Linked DNA regions of Mus musculus: regions 1, 2, 3, 4, 5 and 7 are each linked to region 6. The links are chromatin contacts, called in public HiChIP or PLAC-seq and promoter capture Hi-C maps. All regions are on one chromosome and are shown on one strand. Each heading gives the region's core, a stretch centred on a gene start, on an enhancer-like site or on the middle of the called end of the contact. The rest is flanking DNA. Distances are from core to core; before and after follow the strand shown.

The links. Promoter capture Hi-C pulls out the DNA fragments that hold promoters and counts their contacts. HiChIP or PLAC-seq counts read pairs in DNA pulled down with a chosen protein or histone mark.
Region 1: a promoter capture Hi-C map of pre-B cells shows a contact between it and region 6, with 4 times the contacts expected there. The contact joins the promoter of Trp73 here to the promoter of Dnajc11 in region 6. A contact is called at or near these places in 2 of 39 promoter capture datasets (liver and pre-B cells) and 2 of 115 datasets of contacts at active chromatin or transcription factors (astrocytes and embryonic forebrain).
Region 2: a promoter capture Hi-C map of the C10 cell line shows a contact between it and region 6, with 5 times the contacts expected there. The contact joins the promoter of Prxl2b here to the promoter of Dnajc11 in region 6. A contact is called at or near these places in 4 of 39 promoter capture datasets (the C10 cell line, hippocampal neurons, liver and 1 more).
Region 3: a promoter capture Hi-C map of pre-B cells shows a contact between it and region 6, with 10 times the contacts expected there. The contact joins the promoter of Lrrc47 here to the promoter of Dnajc11 in region 6. A contact is called at or near these places in 4 of 39 promoter capture datasets (erythroid cells, liver and pre-B cells), 2 of 484 Hi-C or Micro-C datasets (embryonic stem cells and neutrophils), 1 of 115 datasets of contacts at active chromatin or transcription factors (large pre-B cells) and 2 of 9 other capture datasets (adipose tissue and liver).
Region 4: a contact with region 6 is called in an H3K27ac HiChIP or PLAC-seq map of thymic regulatory T cells, with 14 times the contacts expected there. The contact joins the promoter of Tprgl here to the promoter of Dnajc11 in region 6. A contact is called at or near these places in 4 of 39 promoter capture datasets (hematopoietic stem and progenitor cells, liver and pre-B cells) and 4 of 115 datasets of contacts at active chromatin or transcription factors (astrocytes, embryonic forebrain, large pre-B cells and 1 more).
Region 5: a promoter capture Hi-C map of pre-B cells shows a contact between it and region 6, with 7 times the contacts expected there. The contact joins the promoter of Cep104 here to the promoter of Dnajc11 in region 6. A contact is called at or near these places in 7 of 39 promoter capture datasets (the C10 cell line, hematopoietic stem and progenitor cells, hippocampal neurons and 3 more), 3 of 115 datasets of contacts at active chromatin or transcription factors (acute myeloid leukemia, bone marrow-derived dendritic cells and large pre-B cells) and 3 of 9 other capture datasets (adipose tissue, liver and macrophages).
Region 7: a contact with region 6 is called in a promoter capture Hi-C map of pre-B cells. The contact joins the promoter of A430005L14Rik here to the promoter of Dnajc11 in region 6. A contact is called at or near these places in 3 of 39 promoter capture datasets (hippocampal neurons, liver and pre-B cells) and 1 of 484 Hi-C or Micro-C datasets (CD4 T cells).

What each region holds. Positions count from the first base shown.
Region 1 is chr4:154,138,595-154,141,694 of GRCm38.p6, forward strand. It overlaps Trp73 (transformation related protein 73), which reads right to left and starts at 1,281. Exons shown (of 14, transcript NM_011642.4): 1 at 1,229-1,281.
Region 2 is chr4:154,897,531-154,900,367 of GRCm38.p6, forward strand. It overlaps Prxl2b (peroxiredoxin like 2B), which reads right to left and starts at 1,513. Exons shown (of 7, transcript NM_025582.3): 1 at 1,413-1,513; 2 at 946-1,150; 3 at 598-649; 4 at 1-39. The coding sequence starts at 1,475. Gm52690 (a long non-coding RNA gene) reads left to right here. Exons shown (of 2, transcript XR_003955190.1): 1 at 1-520; 2 at 901-2,837.
Region 3 is chr4:154,010,321-154,013,108 of GRCm38.p6, forward strand. It overlaps Lrrc47 (leucine rich repeat containing 47), which reads left to right and starts at 1,483. Exons shown (of 7, transcript NM_201226.1): 1 at 1,483-2,116. The coding sequence starts at 1,496. It overlaps Gm31566 (a long non-coding RNA gene), which reads right to left and starts at 941. Exons shown (of 8, transcript XR_391010.4): 1 at 75-941.
Region 4 is chr4:154,159,162-154,162,314 of GRCm38.p6, forward strand. It overlaps Tprgl (transformation related protein 63 regulated like), which reads right to left and starts at 1,523. Exons shown (of 4, transcript NM_026388.2): 1 at 1,194-1,523; 2 at 924-1,100; 3 at 108-261. The coding sequence starts at 1,468.
Region 5 is chr4:153,974,271-153,977,006 of GRCm38.p6, forward strand. Cep104 (centrosomal protein 104) reads left to right here and starts at 1,291. Exons shown (of 22, transcript NM_177673.2): 1 at 1,291-1,327. Dffb (DNA fragmentation factor, beta subunit) reads right to left here and starts at 811. Exons shown (of 7, transcript NM_007859.4): 1 at 597-811; 2 at 299-425. The coding sequence starts at 719.
Region 6 is chr4:151,932,148-151,935,300 of GRCm38.p6, forward strand. Dnajc11 (DnaJ heat shock protein family (Hsp40) member C11) reads left to right here and starts at 1,573. Exons shown (of 16, transcript NM_172704.3): 1 at 1,573-1,677. The coding sequence starts at 1,606.
Region 7 is chr4:153,955,697-153,958,607 of GRCm38.p6, forward strand. It overlaps A430005L14Rik (RIKEN cDNA A430005L14 gene), which reads left to right and starts at 1,541. Exons shown (of 4, transcript NM_175287.4): 1 at 1,541-1,626. The coding sequence starts at 1,612.

The sequences.
Region 1 (3,100 bases), core at 31-2,530, 2.2 Mb after region 6:
AGGCCCGCCAGTAGCTCAAGACTAGTTAGTGGGTATGCAACACCTTTGAAACCGATTACCTGATTTTCAAAACTGCATACACAATCTATACAGTCATGGATGAGAAAATGTTAAATACTTATCTTTTGTTCACAAAGTAATGTTTTACATTTTTATTGAATAAATCAAAGGATGGGGGCGGGTGGGGGGCCGGGACAGCGTTTGCAACACACCAAGGATTCAGGATACATTTTGTCTCTGTTGAGTTTTTTTTCTAGAGCTAAACAGCAACACAAACAACGACCACGAAAACCAATCCGAGGCAGTGGAGCTCAGCAGGTAGAGGTGCTTGCTGCCTATCCTGGCCACTTGAGTAAATCTTTGAGACTGATAAAATGGAAAATGGGAATCGACTCCTAAAGATGTCCTCTGACCCGTGCACGACTCACACAGACACAATTTAACTTTTAAATGAAGAAAAACAACAACAACCTTCCCCCAAATATTGTTACGACCCAGGTCCCAAGTGCCCACTTAATTAATTAACAGACCTCAGCACATACAGGGAACCAAGTGTCTTGGGGCTCAGAAGTCAGAGCTTTTTTCCTGACACCACCACCCCCCCGCCCCCGCCCACGCACACATACGGGTGTGTATGTGGATAGGTGCCTACAGATGTTCTCATCTCTCAAGAGTGAGAAGGTGACAGCTGCCCAGTGGAGCAGGAGAGAGTGTGGGCTGCCCGGGTTCTCTACCTGGAAGACTAGGGAGGCTGGTGAGGCACCACAGTAAACTCATCACAGAACAGCAGTAACCCACCAGGACCCCACACCTTGGGACCAGCATAGAGGTTGGGCTCTAGTTGGCTTTCCTCTCTCTTAGTCTGCTTCCATAGCGGGACCTGAAAGGCCTTCTGCCTTACAGAGGTGGGGATTTGCATTCCTTGTGAGGTAGGATACCCACGCACCTCCCAACTTCCCCTATTACCAGACCCGAGCCCCAGAATCTCCGGGTATGGCGACTCCTTGCCACCTGTAGTGGACAGTGTGGGCAGGAGGCAGGTCCATGGGTTGCCGAGGTGCCAACTGCTTCTACTCCTAGCCTCACTCCGGCCGGCCCCTCCTGCCACTGACGCGGAGTCCCTGGGGCCGTTCACTCGGCTAGCACCCGGGCAGCCGCACACCCGAACTCCAGCCTCGGAGCCTCGTGCGAAATACCTGGCCCTAGCTCGGGTCCCAGAGCTGCCTACCTGCTCCGGGCCGGGCGTCGGCGTCGGCGAGGGCTGGGCTGCAGCGTTGCCTCCTCGCCTGGATGCGGGACGGCGGGTTATAAGGGTGCGGAGCAGGGAGGCGGCGGCGAGGGGACTGCCGCAGGCTTAGCGCCTTTCTTGGCGGACCGGCGGGAAGGCAGCGCGGGCACTCAGCCGTGGCGGGAGGAGGGCCGGCCACCCGGGCCCCTGGCTCCCACGCGCGCCCCGCCTCCCCAGCTGGCTCTGCCCGAGTCGGGGTCTGGGCCCCGCTCCTCCCGCCTCCTTCCCGCCGCCGCTTGGCGCGCGTCGCCCAGCTAGCCCCAGCGGGGTCTCCTCCTCCGCGGGGCCCGCAAGCTGGTAGCCGGAGTCTTGGTCGAAGCGGGACCGGACCGCGACCTTTGGCGGGGCTCAGGGCGCCAGGAAGGGTGCGCAGGCGCCGAGGGGGTGGACACAGGGCGCCCGACGCCCTGTACTCCCTCTGACTCTCTCCTCCGCCTTCTCCCCAGATGCCCATCTACCCCGATCCCCCTCGCTGCCCTTACTGTCCTAAGCCTGCAACCCAGGGGCTCAGGAGTGCCCTCAGCGGGGTGGCTGCGCCTCTTCCAGGGCTCGCCCCGGCCTGAGAAAACCGAGAGGACCGACTGAAACTGAACATTGAAAGCCCCGGAGGAGAACCGTTGTCGTTCGGCCAGCACCAGCGGGGTTCCGTCTCTGAGAACGGCTCGAAGCCCCCCTCGATTTGCCTGGCAGAGACCACAGCCCGCCTGGAAAGAGGGTCGAGCGCAGACCCTCTGGGTTGGACTCTTCAAAGTCCAGCCAGAAGTTGCGCCTCCTGATACCTACACACCCCGGGGGCCACGGCCTGCAGTCCGGGTTTCCTAGCCCAGGGTATCAGAGTCTTTCCTTGGATTGGTGTGCTAGGCGATGCCCAACGGATGCCCACAAACTGTGCACATAGAGCGGCTCGGAGTTAGTCAGGGGACTCTTCTCTGGCTCAAGAAGTCTTCTTCACCACCCGCCATCTCCCCTCTGGGCAAGTGAGCGGTCTCCGGTGCCCTCATCTACCACGCAGACCCGTAGTCTGGCGCACAGAAGGAGTTGGGTCCTTGTGGGACCCCTTAGTGGCACTGCAGAGTGGTCCTTGCCCAAGGTGTTCCCACATGCCCTGGAAGTCGCTTTAGTGCAGCTAGTGGCGTTGCAAGGGAGGTGGGTTGGAGCAGACCGAATCTCTCTCGAACTCGAAAGCCTGACCTGGTGTTAGGCCAATAGCTACGAGGAGTAATTATTTGCGAGCTGCAGATTAGAGACAAAGATGAATACCAAGCAAGAGTTTGGGACTGGTTGGGAACAGAAAATGCCAGGACGCTGGCCGCGCACTCTGCAGATCCTCTCCGAATGGTGCAAGCACCGCCATTCATTCATTCATTCATTCATTCATTCATTCATTCGTGGAAATTAGATGCAGCGGTGCGGAAGAGACTGGGAGCTATGAGCTGGACCGAGCAATACTAGATTCCGGTCTTTCAGAATTCGGAACTTAGCTCCAAAGGCAGTGGCTGAGCCTTAAGTGATCCTCTGAAGCTTTGGGTGCAGACAGGAACATCCAACCTCCCGAATGACACCGGAATGGGGAGCCTTGTGGGGCACAGGACGCGGGGTGCTGCGCGAGGGAGGGAGCAGAGCGCTTTGGGGAGCGATCCTGGTCTGAAGTCCAGTTGGTGCTGTATTCTACGTGCCCACCGAGGCTGCCGTCCCGGGTACCGAGCCACACCTCTGAATCAAGTCCACACTCTAACTAGAACCTCCAAAAAGGTGAGGCGACCCACGAGATCCACATGCCTTCGAATTCGTTCCGCCACAGACCTGAGAAGC
Region 2 (2,837 bases), core at 263-2,762, 3.0 Mb after region 6:
TTTCCCAGGGCAGCTGGTAGGATGCTTAAGCTGTTGTACCTACAAAGACATAGATAGGGTCCCTAGTCCAGATTCTGGTGGAACACAAGTATCCACACCTGTTCCCAGTGTCCTGCCCCACCCACTTATCTAACCCAGGGCTCAGGCAGATCAGCAACCAGTCTAACTAGGCTCTACACAAGCCCTGAGAGCCCCCAGGTTGAATACAGCTAGCCTTGGGGGCCCTGGAGAGGTGGTGTGGAGTGTGGGGAATGAGCTCCAAGCTGGGTGTGCCCAGGGATCTCGCTTAGCCGGCACTGCCTATCATGACAGGCAGTCTGTGGCAACAGAGGACTGCAATGAGCCATGGCTAAGGCACTGGGCTCCAAGGTCCCTCCTGTTTATGAAATAGCAGACTTCTGAGGACAGGCCTGCCTTGGACCAACACCCATTAGAAGACTCAAAGAAGGGCTGGCTGAAGCACCAGTGTCAGTTTCCATGAGACAAACTGGAGAGCAGAGCAGATGGCAGTAGCAAGAAGGTACATAAGAGAGCGGTGGCCACTCTGTCCTCCTGTTGTCCCTGGTTAGACTCATGCCCACAAACAGTCACACTTACCGCTTGAAGCCCAGCTCCTTATAGATTTGCTTGCTCTCATCAAGGTAGAGTTCTAGAAAGGAAAGCCACAGCTATGTGCCCCAGGCTTCCTACAGTCTGTCCCCTCCACTTACTGTATCCAGCTCCACCCACCCAAGCCATGAGTAGCAAGGCAGGATTGAATGTCACCACTGCTTAAACGGGAAGGGCAAGAGTCACTGGGACTTTGCCACTAGGTCTGGGCACCAGCCAGGGCACAGGCTGAAGGCAGGGCAGGGAAGAGCTGCATATGCTGACACATGAATATGTTCTTGTTGGGCCTAGAAAGGGAGAGGTCAGCCCAGGCTCTGAGTCCGGGAAGAGTCGCACCTCCTGAGAAGTAACCACCATCCAGAAACTCCTGCAGGCCCAGGGCCTCAGGCCCCACGCCCACCAGGCGCACATCGTGTTGGTCCAGGATGCTCCGGAGGTTGCTGAGGTCCTGGGCGATCCAGCGGCACACCATGCAGCCGAAGCGTCGCAGACCGGCCACCACACAAGCTTTCTCCTGCCATAGGCTCCGCAGCTCCACAGCCTACAGAATGGATCGGTCAGGGGACATGGGCTCACCAACCCCCTATGCCCGGCAGCCTCACATGTCCCGCAGCGTGCTGCTCCAAGATTCGCAGCTGACTGGTCCTCCTGATGGTTCCTCTGTGGACCATGAGCTGTACCCACGCCCAGTACGCGAACTCATAGGACCCCTCAGGACCTCCACTCCAACCCATGTGAGTTGCCAAGGCTCTGGGCCAGGTATTAGGGGAGGCGTTCTCCGCCCTGCGCGAGCCAAATCTCACCTCCCCAGTCACTGCATGTTTCAAGACACACGCTCCTACGCGACCAAGGTCCACCACATTCATGGCCTCCTCCGTCCCTTTCTGCTCCACGGTCCCTTCTCGCAGCCTGGGGAGGCTCACTCTGTCCTGCGCAGCCTCTTCAGCCAGCCTATGCCCCGCCCATAATCCCGCCCCAGTCCTGGTGGGCACCACCTCCAGGGGGTTCAGGTCACATGACTGTGCGCTTGTCTCGCCCCAGGCTCCGCCCCTGATATTAGTATACAGGCACACCCTCTCTCCAAAGAGACAATCACTGCAGATCTCTTTGCCTAAGCCTAGGTTGTTCTCATATGTATAAGCTTATTAGCCAATGGCGTAGCAGGTAAAGCTCAATGGACAGTCTGCAAGCGGTGCGCCTGCGCAGAATGCGTTTGCGTGGCTCTCTAGCGTTTGCGTAGCTCTCCACTAGCATCAGGTGGTCCCTAGTAGTGCAGCAGGGTGGTAGAATTAGAGCCAAAAAGTTGAAACGGGGAATCGAACTCACAAATCACTAGTGTGAGGAACAGTAGGGCAGCCGGCACTTACAGTAGTGAAAGGACCAGCCTTTCCAAGTCTAAGTTCCTGCTTTGCATTTTCGCGAAATCCTATTAACTTCCATCGTAAAGTACCATTTCCTGCTGTGTGGATGTCAGTTTTTAAACTACGGGCTCTCATGTACAACAATCCAAAGGAGATAAACAGGAGCTCGCAGTGGTGTGTCCCTAGGAAGAGTAGAAGGCTCAGGAATCCACGTGTTCTGTCCTTTCCTCACTAAGTAAGCCCTGTGATGCTTTCTAGGGCCATGTTCAAGCATCTGACAGATGTAGAGGCTAGGAAAGGAAGAGAGCCACCACAAGATACCTAGCTGAGGCTGAACAGCCAGGCAGGAAGTTAGGAACCATACATATCACTGTGTCAAAAGGAGAAGCTAGAGAGATGGCTCAGTGGTTAAGAGCACTAGCTGCTCTTGCAGAGGGCCCACGGTTTGGTTCCCAGCATCCCTACAGCGACTCACAATCCTCTGCAAGTCCAGCTTGAGGGCATCTGATGCTCCCTTACGGTCTCTTCAGGCACCAGGCACTCACATTGGGCCCAAACCTATGCAAGCAAGAGTAGGCTGGGGAGGTGACTCGGTAAAATGACAGAGACCTGTAATCCCATGTCCTGGGGGAAGCAAAGGCATGAGAATCAGCAATAGACCTTGTCTCAAGAAATACGATTGAGAGGCACTGAGTAAAACACTCAACCGCTGGACTCCCCGGGCACACACAAGTGCACACAGGTGTGCAAAGGTACATTTTAAAAAAGGAAAGAAAATAAAGTTGCAGAATCAGGAGGAGCTGGTCCTGTAGAGCAACTGGTCCTGGAAGCACCACCAGAAGAAATCCAGAGATGGGGCTTCCTCTG
Region 3 (2,788 bases), core at 233-2,732, 2.1 Mb after region 6:
ATATACAACAGCACTTCCCAATGCTGCCTTGGCAAGTTAGTTCCCACTGGCTTCCCACACCACAAAGGCTTCACCTTACAGTCCTGTTGCGCCGAGGTCTGGTACAGGTCTTCGTAGGCTAAGACACGCATGAGGTCCATTCCTTCCTGGCGGAGAATCCATTTGCTTGTCTTTTCCAAATCTCTGTGGCTGTCTCTGTAGCAACTCCAGTCTGAAGCTGTCACTGTTCATCTTTCTGCTCCCTTCTCTCCTGCTTCTCTTTTAAAGACCCGTGATGGTGTGTGGGGCCTTCCTATTTGCATGGGTTATGCTCTACATAACTGCAGCCATCCTGAGCCATAAGCACCACAAGTGTCTCCTGCCCCCAGTCACCCTGGCTGGGTTTTCCTGCATAGTTCCTAGCAAGCCACAAATAAGATTATTAATCATAATCCAGGCTCCACAGATGTGCCTGCCTTCTATACTATCTTAATGCCAAGTGCATTCCAGTTGCAATGCAGTGAGTTTGTCCTGGCCCATTACTTCTAACCACAGGGCCTCATCCTGGAGCATTAATTAGTACCTATGGAAACGTGTTAGCTCTGTCTTCTAAGGAAGACCGAAGATAAAACAACTTCAACCTCTGCGACTACCTTACAAAACCAAAACATAAGGTGGTTGGATCACACCCTGGCCCGGGACTGCTCCAACCCCCAGTACTGGGGATTGAGCCTTAGGCTGACATGTTTCTACCAACTGGACTACCTCTTGTTGCCTGTCCCAAGGCTTATGTACCTTGAAGACAAACCTGGGGACGGGGGCGCTCTGGAGCCCTTTATCTTTTTTTCCCCCTTGTTCCAGTATACCATATTAATTAAATCTTTCTTGTTGCCTGTTTTATTATTTTTTAAATATGGTCTCAGTCGCCCAGGTTGACCTCAAACTTGCTATAAAGTCAAGCTCCTTTGTTTGTGTTTTGTTTTGTTTTGTTTTTCGAGACAGGGCTTCTCAGTATAGCCCTGGCTGTCCTGGAACTCACTCTGTAGACCAGGCTGGCCTCAGAAATCCACTTGCCTCTGCCTCCCAAGTGCTGGGATTAAAGGCACCACTGCCCGGCTAGTGAATTCCTTCCTTAACCTTAACCCTCGACCAGCTGAGCGCTTGGGATGACAGGTGTGTGCACCACCATGCCCCATTTACACTGTGCTGGGAATCAAACAGAGCTTCATGTATGCCAAACAAGCGCTCTACTAACTAAGCTACAACCCCAGAATAATCGTGTCTTTAGTTGGTATCTGGGGGGTGGGAAAGGTGACCACCTAACCTGTGGGACTCCACGCAGCCACACTACACAGCCAGTGTGAAGCTGAGGCTAAAAACAGAGCCGCCCCACACACCCGTCCCACAAACCCCTTGCGTCCAGACTCTCTGGCGAGCGCGTGTTCTCTCTATGGTCATTTCCGGCTCCCGCCGGAAGTGTGGCGCCGCACTCCGGAAGCGGCGCACGGGCGGCGCGATGGCGGCGGCGGCGATGGCCGTGTCCGAGGCCTGGCCGGAGCTGGAGCTGGCCGAGCGCGAGCGGCGGCGCGAGCTGCTGCTGACCGGGCCCGGGCTGGAGGAGCGGGTGAAGGCGGCGGGCGGGCGGCTTCCGCCGCGGCTCTTCACGCTGCCGCTGCTGCACTACCTGGAGGTGAGCGGCTGCGGCAGCCTGCGCGCGCCGGGGCCCGGCCTCGCGCAGGGCCTCCCGCAGCTGCACAGCCTGGTGCTGCGGCGCAACGCGCTGGGGCCGGGCCTGAGCCCCGAGCTGGGGCCGCTGCCCGCGCTGCGCGTCCTCGACCTGTCCGGCAACGCGTTGGAGACGCTGCCGCCCGGCGAGGGCCTGGGCCCCGCCGAGCCCCCCGGACTACCGCAGCTGCAGAGCCTCAACCTCAGCGGCAACCGCCTGCGCGAGCTGCCCGCCGACCTGGCGCGCTGCGCCCCTCGCCTGCAGAGCCTCAATCTCACCGGCAACCGCCTGGACGCCTTTCCCCCCGAGCTCTTCCGGCCAGGAGCTCTGCCCCTGCTCAGTGAGCTGGCAGCTGCCGACAACTGCCTGCGGGAGCTCAGCCCAGACATCGCGCATCTTGCCTCGCTCAAGGTCAGTGGGACCCGAGGGGAGGGAGACGCGCGCCCTGCTGTCCCTCCTTGGAGGATGTCTTTGCCCCCGCAACCGGTCCGTCTCCTCTCAGTTCTCAGACCTGCGAGCTCAGAGGTCTCTGGACGTGTGGCAGTTTAAAAGTTGCTATCAATGTTAGACTTCTCATGTGGGAAGAAATTCAAGAGCAGAGAGCCAGGTGTGGCGCGCGTGTGTGCGTGTGCGTAACTGATTGGGTTTCCAAATGGCGGAGCGTCCAGACAAGGCACAAAATCACGCATAACAACAGCCTTCAGTGGGCGGGATCATGGCTTCCGTTTTATAGAGAGCCGAAGTGCTTACCCAAAGCCAACAGCACACCTAGAGTTTTCTTCGGGGCTGCCTTGTGTAAGAGATTGGCTTCTTTGTGGTCCCAGGCTCCCGTTGTGCCTGACGCCCACCAGGTGCTCATTGTGTGTTGAGTGAGGGGTGAGAAGGCAGAAGATGCAAAGCCACAACCTGACCTGACTCCACTCTAGGATCTCCACAGTCCAGTCCTGTCATCTGGCCATGTCAGTTCCCCTACCACACCCCCTCCATCACACCCCCTACCCTTTGTATTCTTGGTAGCGCCAGCCTGTGTGTCTTCTCATCCTTGAGTTTATGCAGCCCTTTCCTAATGATGGATTGGCAAGG
Region 4 (3,153 bases), core at 273-2,772, 2.2 Mb after region 6:
CATCCTGCAATGGGATGGTGACTCTGTTCTTAAACAGCACCACCTAGCTTCCTACTGTGGAACTGCACCTCCAGGGTTCACACTGACAGTGGCCTTGGCCTGCTTACATGGCACAGAGACGCTGTCTTCTCGTCCATGCCAGCCATTGGGTGTTCTATGAAGGTGGCATAGGGCATGTTTGTAGACCAGGGGTTCCATCTGTTGATGAAGGAAGGGCGGCTCTGCTTGTCCCACTGAATGCGAACCCCAAAGCCTTCTCTCCTGATGGGGGAGGGGGAGAAAGCCTTGCTTACCACAGGAATACAACATTGCATTCAGTATCAGGGATGGCTGGGGAACCTGTGACCTAGTGTAACAATGGCCTCCACTAACAGCTTCACACACTTCCAAAGCGTAACAAGTTAATGAGCCTCCTTTGCAGCCTATGAAACCGGCACACAGTCCAACCTGGCCTAATTATGGCCGTGTTTGTTCTTAATGTTACTGAATGATGCTTAAGTTAGTAGCCATTAGCTTCCTGGAGTCCCTAGTCAAATAATTCTTTTATAGCAAGCCAACCAGTCTCTGAAGGCTGTTAGGTGTTTTGCGATGTATCGAATTTTTAGTAATACTGAGCACATGCCCTGTGTCTCCCTCCTGCTGGAGTTAAAACTCCCAGACTCCCTACATAGCTTATGACAGTGGGCTCTGATTCCATGTATCTTAACGGTATTTAAATGAATGGTTTTTAGTGGGGACAGAGTGGCCGACTGTGCCAGCATCCCTTTCAAGGAGGTACTGAGCAACCCGGAAATCACCAGCCTCTACTTAAAGGTCCTTTCCACTGGTTCTTCAAGATGAGACCTTTACCTCACAAGAGAGTGGGTCAATACCACTTACAGGATCCGCTGGGGCCCTGCCGTGTAGTGCGCTGGTGCACCTACTTGTTGAGCGACTTCGGAGGAAACTGGAATTCTCCACAGGAGATGGTGTCTACCGCGCTGAGCGCCACCCTGACCACCTGCTGGCACTGAAGGCTGATGAAGTCATATTTGCAGATGAGCAGCGACTGGTCGGTGACCAGCACCAGCCGCTCCTTCTCGTTGTTCCAGTGGTCCACCCTGGAGAGGAGAGGGGCCGCCCATCACCAAGAGCCCCGCCTGCCCCCGCCCGCCCCCGCCCAGTGTCCCCGCAGTCCCCTCGCGCCGGCTTACTCGGTCAGCAGCCACACCCCCTGGATCTCGCCGTCCTCCACGGGCCGTACCACGGCGCGGATCTCCTCGACCGCCTGCTCGATGGTGCCGGGCCGGAACACGAAGTACTCCTTGACGCGGGCGCGGCGTGTAGGGTCGTGGACGTTCAGCGGCCACAACGTCTGGCGCAGCGGTGTGCCCGCCCCAGGCCGGCCCGCACCCGCGTCCTCGCCGGCCGCCAGCACCGCCGTGGGGCTCGTGCCCGCCGAGTCCACCGTGTCCCGCAGCTGCAGCATCGCGCCGCCACCGGCAGCCTCCACCGACGGCCGCCGCCCCGGCGTCCGCCCGGCCGCGCCCCGCCCTCCCTCGTTCGCCTTGTGATTGGTTGAGTCCTGCAGAGCCCGCCTTCCGGACCCGCCTCCAGCTCCGTCGACTGCGTCTCGCGATTGGCTTTCCCCTAAGCTGTCTTCTGCAATTGGGTCTAAAGTGCTGCCGTTCATGATTACGGCGGCCCCTCCTGGGCCGGAAGCTGCCGCCACGCGCGGAGCCACTTCCTGTTTACAGGAAGGGCGAGTTAAAAAAAAAAAAAATGCCGGTCGGGGGTTCCTGGCTGAGAACGGGGAAAGGGACGCCATGGACTCGCGCGGAAGGGGGCACTTGGGGGCTCGTGCGTAGGGCGTTGCCCCGACAGTGTGTCCTCGCTTGGCTCCGTGCCCTTCACCTTCGGGCTTACGGTGCACTTCGGGCGGAGGTGTGCGGCGCACTTAGGAGGTGTGCATGCCTGGGGAGTGTGAAAGTGTGGGCATGGGTGTGTGCGCGTCTGAGGATTGTGAAAGCGTGGGAATGGGTGTGTGCGCGTCTGAGGATTGTGGACACTGTGTCGGGGCACCTCAGATAGAGGCTTCTCAGGAGTGTGCTGCACTCCTTGGGCGTGGTCACCTTGGGAGTGTGGGTTTATAGGGTGTGTGCACACTGGAGATAGGAGTGTGTGCAGGTCAGAGGTGGCTGTCAGAGGGTTCTTTATATTGGGCATGATACGCACAAGTAAGCTACCATGTCACCGAAGAGTGCTGCTGGGGCGGGGGGTGGGGGGAGTTGGAAGGAAACGCCGTAGGATGCTCTTGGGCCCTGCAGCTTCTCCCTGGGACAGAAGCCATGCGAGATGTCCCTGAGTTCCTGCTCCCACGGGGGTGCCAGCAGTGTGCCTGGGTTGATGGAGCTAATGGACCGCTATGATAGTGTGGCCCAAAAGTCTTTTCTAACAGTCACCAAGACATAGGTTAGACTCATCAGTGAATGACAGCCCAAGATACAGCTCAGGCCTGTAGTCTGTCTCCTGACCGTTGTGAGGGCTCCTTAGCCTGCTGGACCTTTTACAGTGTGGCTTCGTCAGAGAATCCAGTCCAATGAGGTCTCCGGGACACTGGTGGGAGCAGCCACGATGACGTGAATTCCCACAGAGGTTCCTGAGACCGCTGTGGATGTGAAGAGTGTGCTGAAAGCTGACAGAGAAAGGGGAGATGAATAGATAAGTGCATATAAGGCAATAAGCCAGGGATGGAGAGGTGGCTCAGCAGTTAAGAACACTGGCTGCGCCGGGCGTGGTGGCGCACGCCTTTAATCCCAGCACTCGGGAGGCAGAGGCAGGCAGATTTCTGAGTTCCAGGCCAGCCTGGTCTACATAGTGAGTTCCAGGACAGCCAGGGCTACACAGAGAAACCCTGTCTCGAAAAAAACCAAAAAAAAAAAAAAAAAAAATCAAGGAGGCTTCTACCTTTAGGGCTGGTAAGATGGCTCAGTTGGTAAGAGCACCCGACTGCTCTTCCGAAGGTCCAAAGTTCAAATCCCAGCAACCACATGGTGGCTCACAACCACCCGTAATGAGATCTGATGCCCTCTTCTGGTGCATCTGAAGACAGCTACAGTGTACTTACATATAATAAATAAATAAATAAATCTTTAAAAAAAAAAACAAAAAACA
Region 5 (2,736 bases), core at 41-2,540, 2.0 Mb after region 6:
CACCACAGCACAGCACAGCACACCACAGCACAGCACAGCACAGCACAGCACAGCACAGCACAGCACACCACAGCACAGCACAGCACACCACAGCACAGCACAGCACAGCACAGCAGCACCGACCCCAGTCTCAATCCTTCCCTTGCCCTTGGCAGTTTCAAAATTAAAATCAAAGTTCTTCAGCAAAAGCTTTTGGCATTCAGAGCCTTTAACCAGATCTTCTGGGTTCCTGCCCGGGCCCCTCGACGAGGCTTTAAACCGTGTAGGTCCCTCCCATCTCCAAAGTGTTCCTACTCACAGCCATGCCAGGTCTCGCCAGCGGTGAGCAATAGGAGCTCAGCGTCGTTGGGAAGGCCCGGGAAGCAGTCGTCCGTCACCTCCGTGCCATCTTCGTACAGGCACAGCCGGGAACCGGGCATCGGGAGCTGGAGGACAAGAAGATCAGCTTGTCCCACAACAGTCTTGGCTTCCAGACAGCCAGCTCTGCGTACTGTAGAAGCCTAGCGCCTGTCCAAGCCCACCCAAGAGGATGGAAATCGTAGGGGTGGAAGCCAAGGTGCCCGCCGCGCAGTGCTTGCCCGGAATGCAAGACCCACCTGGAAGCGGACGCAGCCCTTACGCAGCAGCTCCTGGCAGCTCCGGGCCGCCACGCCGAACTTGCAGGCGCTATGTAGGGCTCGCAACTTGACGCATTTGGGTTGGCGGAGCACCGCGCACATTGCAGGGCTGCGGTACCGTAGCGACACTGGACTTGTAACGTTCCTGCCCGGAACTGTGGTGCGTAGACGCGGCCCGGAACTCTTTTCTCTACGTAGGTAGGTGCAACCGGAAACGTCCGACTGCAGGACCTGTCCCCAGCCAGAATCCTCGAGGCCTGGATGCGCACGCAGGCGCCGGCGGGCGGACGCGCAGGCGTACCGCGCGGGCCGGCCTGGTTGCTATGGGAGCGCAGCTGCGGCCCGGGCCCTGGGCAGAGGCAGCCCGGGCTGCTCCTCTGCTGCCCTCCTCAGAGGCCCGGGGTGGGGGCGGCTGGACCGAGACCCCTCCGAAGATAGCGGAGGCCGACATCGCAGCGGCCCCGCCTGGTCGTTTCCGCGGCGCTCTGTGACCCTGCGTGGCCTCGGTCTTCGGCAGGCACCCGGGGCGGAGGCTCCCTGACACCTGGCCTTGGAGGGACTGCGCGGCCAGTGCCTGTTCCAGGCCTCCCTGCAGCGCATCTCAGCCTTCGTGTCCGGAATCGGATTCGAGCCCCGCCTTGTCCTCGTCTGCATGCGTTACTGAACAGGAGCAGTTGCCACGAGACTAAAGACTGTAGCTCTGGCTCCGGGTAGGCTACACTTCGATCCGTGTCGTTTGGGGGTTTTGTTTGTTCGCTGGGTTTGGTTTGTTGTGCTTTTTAAGCGTTAAGATTCTCTAAAGCACTCTCAGTCCTTAAAATTACTTGGCCCCAGATCATTACTTAATATTGTAACATTTACGTTTTCTTGAAAAGAAAACTGGAAACACTTTTCATATCCTTGTAACAAAATGTTTGGAAGTTGCTACATTGAGTTCGGGTTTCTGGTTGGAAAGATGACAGGGTAAGTTCATAACCAAAAATAGAAGAGTTGGGGCTTAGTTTATAAGCAATGCTAGGGTAAATGTCAATTGACACTGCTGGCTGTGGCTGCCCTAGTGGCAGCTGGAACACCAGCCGCCTGTGGTAACCAGCTAGTAACACAGCATTGCACAGATCCAGATCTGTGGTGGGCTTTGTGAGGCGGGAAGGAACAGGAGGTGGAAGGGCTCCAGTGAGTGCATCGGCTGAAAATGTACATTTTGTAGATGTCCTTATTGAGGCCCCAGTGTTTTGGCCACGCTGCCCCCACAGCCCTCCTGCAGGGATCTTCAGTACCCGTACTTTGTTTTAGTTTTATTGGGCATACACTTGTATCTGCTGTTAACATTCTGTTCTATGCACCACAGAGACGAGGTAGACAGACCTGATTTTTGTTTGTTTGTTTGTTTGCTTGCTTGTTTTTTGGTTTTTGTTTTTTTTTTTTTTTTTTTGAGACTGTCTCACTGTGTAGCCCTAGAACTACTACATATAGACCATACTGACCTCAAACTCCGAGATCCTCCAAGTTCTGGGATCAAAGGCATGCACTACCACACCTGACACGGGCTCTTGAAGACACAGGGTCTGGTCAAGGCACTGGAGAAGTTCGTTAGATTTGACTATTCTCTAGAATTCAAGTCATAACCGGGCATAGTGTCACATACCTTTAATCCTAGTACTTGGGATGCAGAGGCAGGAGAATCTCTGTGAGTTTGAGGCCAGTCTAGACTACATAACAAGTTCTAGGCCAGTCAGGCCTAAATAAGAGACTCTGTCCCAAAAATAAAAACAAACAAAAAAAAAATCCAAGACAAGAATGGAGACTGGGGAAACAAGGTGTCCGGTCATAATTAGCACTTCTACTCCTACAATGGGGCTGCCTAGGGTTTTAAAATTAAGACCTGGAGAGGGGTGATCAAAGTTGGATTTAAAGAATGTTTGTCTTGACAGGAGCATAGGTTGAACGGGCAGTTGTACCCATCTGGAATAGAGATAAGGAAGAAGGGTGGAATCCAGTAATCCTTCATACCGTGCTGCCCTCTTGTGCTAAAGGGGAGGATGGTGGTTGAGGGAGATCAGCTCGGGGTTCAGAACCTGTGTGAACTAGGAGTGTAGCCTCACAGATTAAAGGAGAAGCA
Region 6 (3,153 bases), core at 323-2,822:
GGCGCACATCTGGCCAAGAATTAGGATGAGAAAGAAATCAACCTCTCCTATCTGCAGACAGGTGTCGGGGTCTCCCAGGATACCAGCTTATGACGGGCAAGCGGATGGCTGTGTGGAGGAACAACAAGGACCCCTGAGAAAAGACTCAGGTCATGTGAACCAACAGGTGGAGGGGCCTACGCTGCTGCCCACCACTTGATAACATAATTTCAAAGACACTTAAAATATTTAGATTATTGTAACCAAGACGTTTTTAATAAGGCACCAAACAGCAGGCACCAGGTTGAAATCAATTAGACTCCACTGCTAAATTATACAGGAGAAATTTCCAGCAGAATGGCTCTGAGGTAGGAACCACAGGTATATATGCACGCCAGACGCAATTAAGAACCAAATGGATATTGCCTCCTCATTTATGCGGCAGGGAAAAAAAAAAAAAAAAAAAAGGCCAGGTGCTCCTACATTCAGGGCAATGGTTAAGAAAAGACAAAACATGACAGAAACAGAAGATAAGGCAGCCTCTGTGGACCACAAAGGGTGTAGGTAACCACTTTGAAGGTTTCCTGAGCACACATAAGTCAGCAAGTGGGTCCACCAGCGGCTTCCCTTGTGGGTGGGCCCCGGGAGAGATGCGTGCCTGGGCTCAGGGTGGCTTTACAACAGACTCCAAAACAGGGGAAGGAGCTCAGCCATCCCGGGTTCGCCGCCACCCAGAACCTGGGCCATAAGGGTCTTATGAGTGTGGTGCGGCCCTGTTGAATACTAACCCTGCCCATACAGATACACACACACCACATAACCCCATCACTTTCACAGCCGTAAACACACACACAATATGTCCACTCACACCCACACCCCCACTCACACACATACACTGACCCACACTTGAACACACATTTATAAACACACATCCACAACCCCACACATACACCACAACCCCACTCACACCCCCACCACACTCTCACAAACCCCATACGTGCTCATACACACACACACACACACACACATATCCCACACTCTCACACATCCCACACTCTCATACACACACACCACACCCCCACTTAAACACACGGGACACCCCCACTCATACACCCCACCCCACTCATACCCTCATCACACTCTCACAAACCCCACACACGCTTACACACACACACACACACACACACACACTTACACACAACACTCTCACGTACACCTTACACCCTCATACACACATCCCATGCATCCACTCATACACAAACACCACACACTCGTACACACACACATGCTTGTGTACACACCCACACATGCTGGTACACACATACACAGGTTTCACACACACACACACACACACACACACACAGACTGCACACACACACACACACACACACACACACACACACACACACACACACACACGAGAGGCTGGTATACATATACACCTCCCAGCTTCCGGCCTCGGCCGCGCGGGGGCGCAGTGCGCAGGCGCGTCCCAAGGGCTGCTGTGCGGCTCCGGGCCGCCAGGGGCCGCTGTGACGTGGGCGGGAGGCGCGCGGGAAGCGCTACGCAGCGCCGGACCCTCTTAACCACGGCCTCGCCGGTTTGGCGGGGTGAAAGGTTGCGAAGATGGCGACGGCCTTGAGCGAGGAGGAGCTGGACAATGAAGACTATTACTCACTGCTGAACGTGCGCAGGGAGGTGAGGCCCGCGGCGTGGCGTCGGCGAGGCTGAGGCCCGGCTCGGTGGTTCTGGACGGTCGGACGGGCGGCTCTGGCCCCGCAGCCGCCCCGGCAAGGCCACGGCCCGGCCCGGAGGCCGCGTGACCCCGCCGCCGTGTGCGCCTGCCAGCCGTCGAGCTGCCCGCACCGCCGCGACCCTCGCGCCCCGGCGCGGGTCCAGCGTCTGCCTGGCGCTCCGCGACCCGTGCATGGCGTGCACCGTGCCCAGGCCTGGCCCGGACCCGGACCCACGTACTTGCCGGAAGGGGGACGAGGACCCCGGGGCAGCCGCTGCAGTGGGGAACCAGGTCCCACGCTTCCCCTACATACTCCTACCCTAGGCTAGAGGGTAGGGTCATCAGCCTGAGCCAGGAGCTGGGCGATCGCAGCCCTGGACAGCAAGGTCAAGGCCACAGGGAGCCTCTCCAGGGTTCGGTCGGACCCTCAATCGCTGGTGCTTCCGAAGCAGAGGCTACCCTCCCAGGCTGGCGTTCGTGTCCTCCTCCGATCCCTTGAGCCTTTGCCCAGAAATCAGAGAGCAAGACCTCTCCAGCCTCGACTCGGGGGCCGTGGATGAGCAAGAAGTGCTAGGCCAGAGACGCACCGGCGCTCTGACCGCACTTCAGCATCCAGTGCTTGCCAGTGGATTCACGCGGTCTCCTCGAGAATAAAAAGTCACCCTTGAGGTCCGCACTGTCTGGCACGTGTATACCTCGCATACGTTCTTGTTCTCTATGGCTAGTCCGCACTTGAGCTCCGTCAGAGAAGGGTTCCCGGAAAGGCTTCCAAGGTCAGGTCACGAAAGGCATTCGAGAGGTCTGTGGCTGCTGGGTCCAAGTTGTCAGTCCTTCCACACAAGTCCCAATCCTGTCTTTTAGGGTTTCTGGTAAAGATCAAAAGTAAGGGAATTGTGCTAGCCTCAGCAAAGCTAACCCAGTTGCCAGTAAAAGTTGGTCTGTGTGCTAATAACCAATATCTTTCTGAGTGTTTTCTGCACAGCCACCTGCTGAAAGAACTGACTCAGTGTCTCTTTAAATTGTGATAGGCGCTCTCATAACAATCCAGTATGAATGAGTATATATGTATGTATACATATATATGTGTGTGTGTGTACATACATATGTGTGTATATATGTATGTATACATATATACATGTGTATATATATATTCAATCCAGTAATTATAATCGAGGGAACAAACAGGTGCAATTCGTCCCTGGGCAGTCTAACTCCAGAAACCCAGCTCTTGAACTCTACTGCCTCAGTTTACCATTCCACATACAGCAAAGCTCTTTGTCTCTATACTGTGCCCTGTATCAGCCACTGCTTACCACAGAAACTCCTCCAGGAAACGTTTCCTGGACTTCCAGGTTAGCAGTTGAATGAAACTGTAGGTTTTCCCCTGAGTTGTTTTGTTTTTGTTTGTTTTTTTTCTGCCACAGGGCCTGACACAGTGT
Region 7 (2,911 bases), core at 291-2,790, 2.0 Mb after region 6:
TGGTTTTTAATGGCTGGCTGCGATTATATTAATTTCCTTTCCAATGGATTTCCTGCCAGTCACACATCTGCCAGTCCCCTTCCAAGTGTCGTGAGAAGTAACGGTAAAGATGCATGAGGCTGAGGAGGAGGGAACACCAACCAGGAAGGTGAGCAGAGGGCACCAGCATGCTGAAGCGGCAAGGTGCTTGGCTCCCTGCCCAAAGCCTAATCTCCCAGCAGCCTGATCCATCCATCTGTAATACTTAGAGGGGCTTTTCTAAAGACAGAGGAGCCTGTGCAGCTCTGCAGTGCAGACGGTATCTTTACATGCTTGTCTCCTTTTTATTGCACTGAAGAGAGGAGTGGGCTTGGAGAGAGGAGCAGGCTTGGAGAGAGAGAGGAGTGGGCTTGGAGAGAGCTGGTCAGGCAGAGCAGAGGACAAGGACTTCCAGGATGTAAGGGAAACCAAACCCTAGAGCAGTTTACTCTCTGGTCTCACCCTTAAGATGTCAAAACAGTGATGTCTGTCTGGTTCATTTTGTGAGTTCTGCGACCAGGGTTACCTGTCCAGGCTGTCCAGCAGGACCAGAGGCTGAGGCCAAAGGTTTCATGTGTATTTGAAGCTAATTATAATATTTATCATCATTATTATTGATGTGTTTATAAAAAGATAAAGACAGAAAGAATATGTCCTATAGGGGTGTGGTGAGGTTTAGAGGAAGGGAATGTCTCAGCGGGCCCATGCTGAGGCATCCCTTCCTCCTGAGGGAGCAGCCACACGATGGTATAGTATAGAATAGAGTTTATTCAAGGTAGACAGGAGTTAAGAGGGTAATTGAGGCAGAGAAAGGCAGAGAGAGGGAGAGAGTAGAGAAGTAGAGGCCAGCCATGGCTATGAGCACTTGGAGAGAGTGGAAAGGGAAGGGAATGGGGAAGGGGAGAGCAAGAGCAAGGAAGAGAAGCAAGAGGGAAGCAAGACTAAGAGAGGGAGGAGGGGACAAGCAGCCCCTATAAAAGTGGGTCAGGCCAGTTAACTGTGGGGAGGAGCATATTGTGGGTGGAGTTTAGACAGAATGCTAACAATTTGTTATTATATTTATTGAGATGGGGAGTAACTCGGGAGTGTCAGTAATTGTCAGAGGATACGTAGCAAGAGTCTCCTCTCTCTTCCCACCATAGAGTTCACACGTGGACTGTGAGGTGCCGGCAGATGGCAGAGCTAGGCCGGTCTAACGCCTCCCTCGGGGTGAAGGGGAACCCGAGCTGAAGGTGGCCTGAGACCCGAGAGCACAGGCCTGCAGCAAGGCAGCCGCCCTTCTCAAACATGGCGGCGACGGGGGTCCCAGGGATGTGCCCTTCCCAAACATGGCGGCCAAAACGGGCGGGCCTCCGCGCGAAGGAGACGTCCCTTTCCCAGCGTGGCGGGAACCTTGCCCAGCTTCCGGCGCTCCGCCCGCGGCTCGCCGTCCGTCGGGGAGGCGCGCGCTGCCCGCTCTGCACGCGGAGAGCACGTGACCTGGAGACGCCGGCCCCTGATTGGTGACGTGGCGATGACATCAGACGCCGCGCGCGCGCTCAGAGCCGCGCGATTGAGACTTGGCGGAGGAGCGTTAGGCCGGGGCGCTCACTCATGAGGAGCAGGAAGGTGAGGGGCCCCCGCAGGCGGGGTGCGCGCCGCCGAGCCGCACTCTCCCAGGGGAGCCGGCGGGGGGCGGGCGCCTCGAGCCCCGCCCCTGGGAGGGGAACCCGCACTCCAGGCACCTCCACCCGCCCCAGGCGCGGGGCTCCAGGCTCGCTCCCCGGGGTGAGGGCCACCGGGACCCGAGCTTTGCCCTCGGCCGTGCGGGCTACTGCCCGGGCTTCCTGGCCTCTCGCACTGCCCACAGATGGGCGTGCTGCAGCCGAGCGAGCTCAGCCAAGCCCCTGTGTCGTGTGTAACCTGGGCTGAGGGCGGGCAGTGGGACGGGAGCTAGGGTGACTGGGACCTAAACCCCGGCTGCAAAGGGTCTCTGGCCGAACGAGCATGGCAGGGACAGTGAGTCCCTTAGCCTGAAGTGTGTCTGCCCTGCACCGCTAGCCAAAGTCCAGGCTGACGTCCCTGCCTCTTGCGTTGCGCAGACGTTTGTGTGTAGCGAGGCTGACAATAACTGTTCCCCGTGTCAGTGGTCATGGTTGCTGCCCCTCCCTTGCATAAGGAGACTTTATTAAGGTTTAATAGTTCCCCGCTGTGTTTTTTACTTCTTTGCGCGCCTCGGTTCCAGTGAGACACAGAAGGGTCTAACTCTTGTGAGGTTCTCTCCCACTTTCCGTTAGCTGTCTGTTGACAGTGCAGCCTTGCAATCCTTACTTTACCCTTTGCAGCCACTTCCTCAGGCCAGCAAGGGCCCCTCGGACCCTCCCCCTTTGTTTGTTCCTGCCTGTTGCTAGCACGTGCCTCTTTTGCCTGTTCAGAGAAGTATGTTTAAGATAATTTTATGTTAGGGACTTTCCTTGGGGGTCGAGGGTGCCCTTTGTACCTGGATTACTGATTGGGTCCTTAGCTTCAGCTAGAACTCCCGGTGGTTCTAAAGCAACACCCCCTCCCCCCTCCACACACACACCCATTTGCATCTGGAAATTCCTTTATTCTCACCTTCATCTTAGAGGACAGGTTTTCTGGGTATGGATTTTCTTAGCTGGCATTTTGTTTCGTGCAGGTAGTGATCTCACCGTGGTTCACATACTGTTTCTGCAGAATAAGCAGTTGTTTTTTACTGGTACCTCCAGGATGAGAACTGCCCCGGGAGGTGGCCTGGCCATGTGTTTATTATCCTCTCCCTCCTGTGTCACAAACTTCCCAGTCACAGGTTATTGTTTTCAACGAACAGGAGGCTTTCAACCATTCTGTCTTCAAATACTTTTTTCTGCTTTTTCTACTTTCTGGTTGTCCC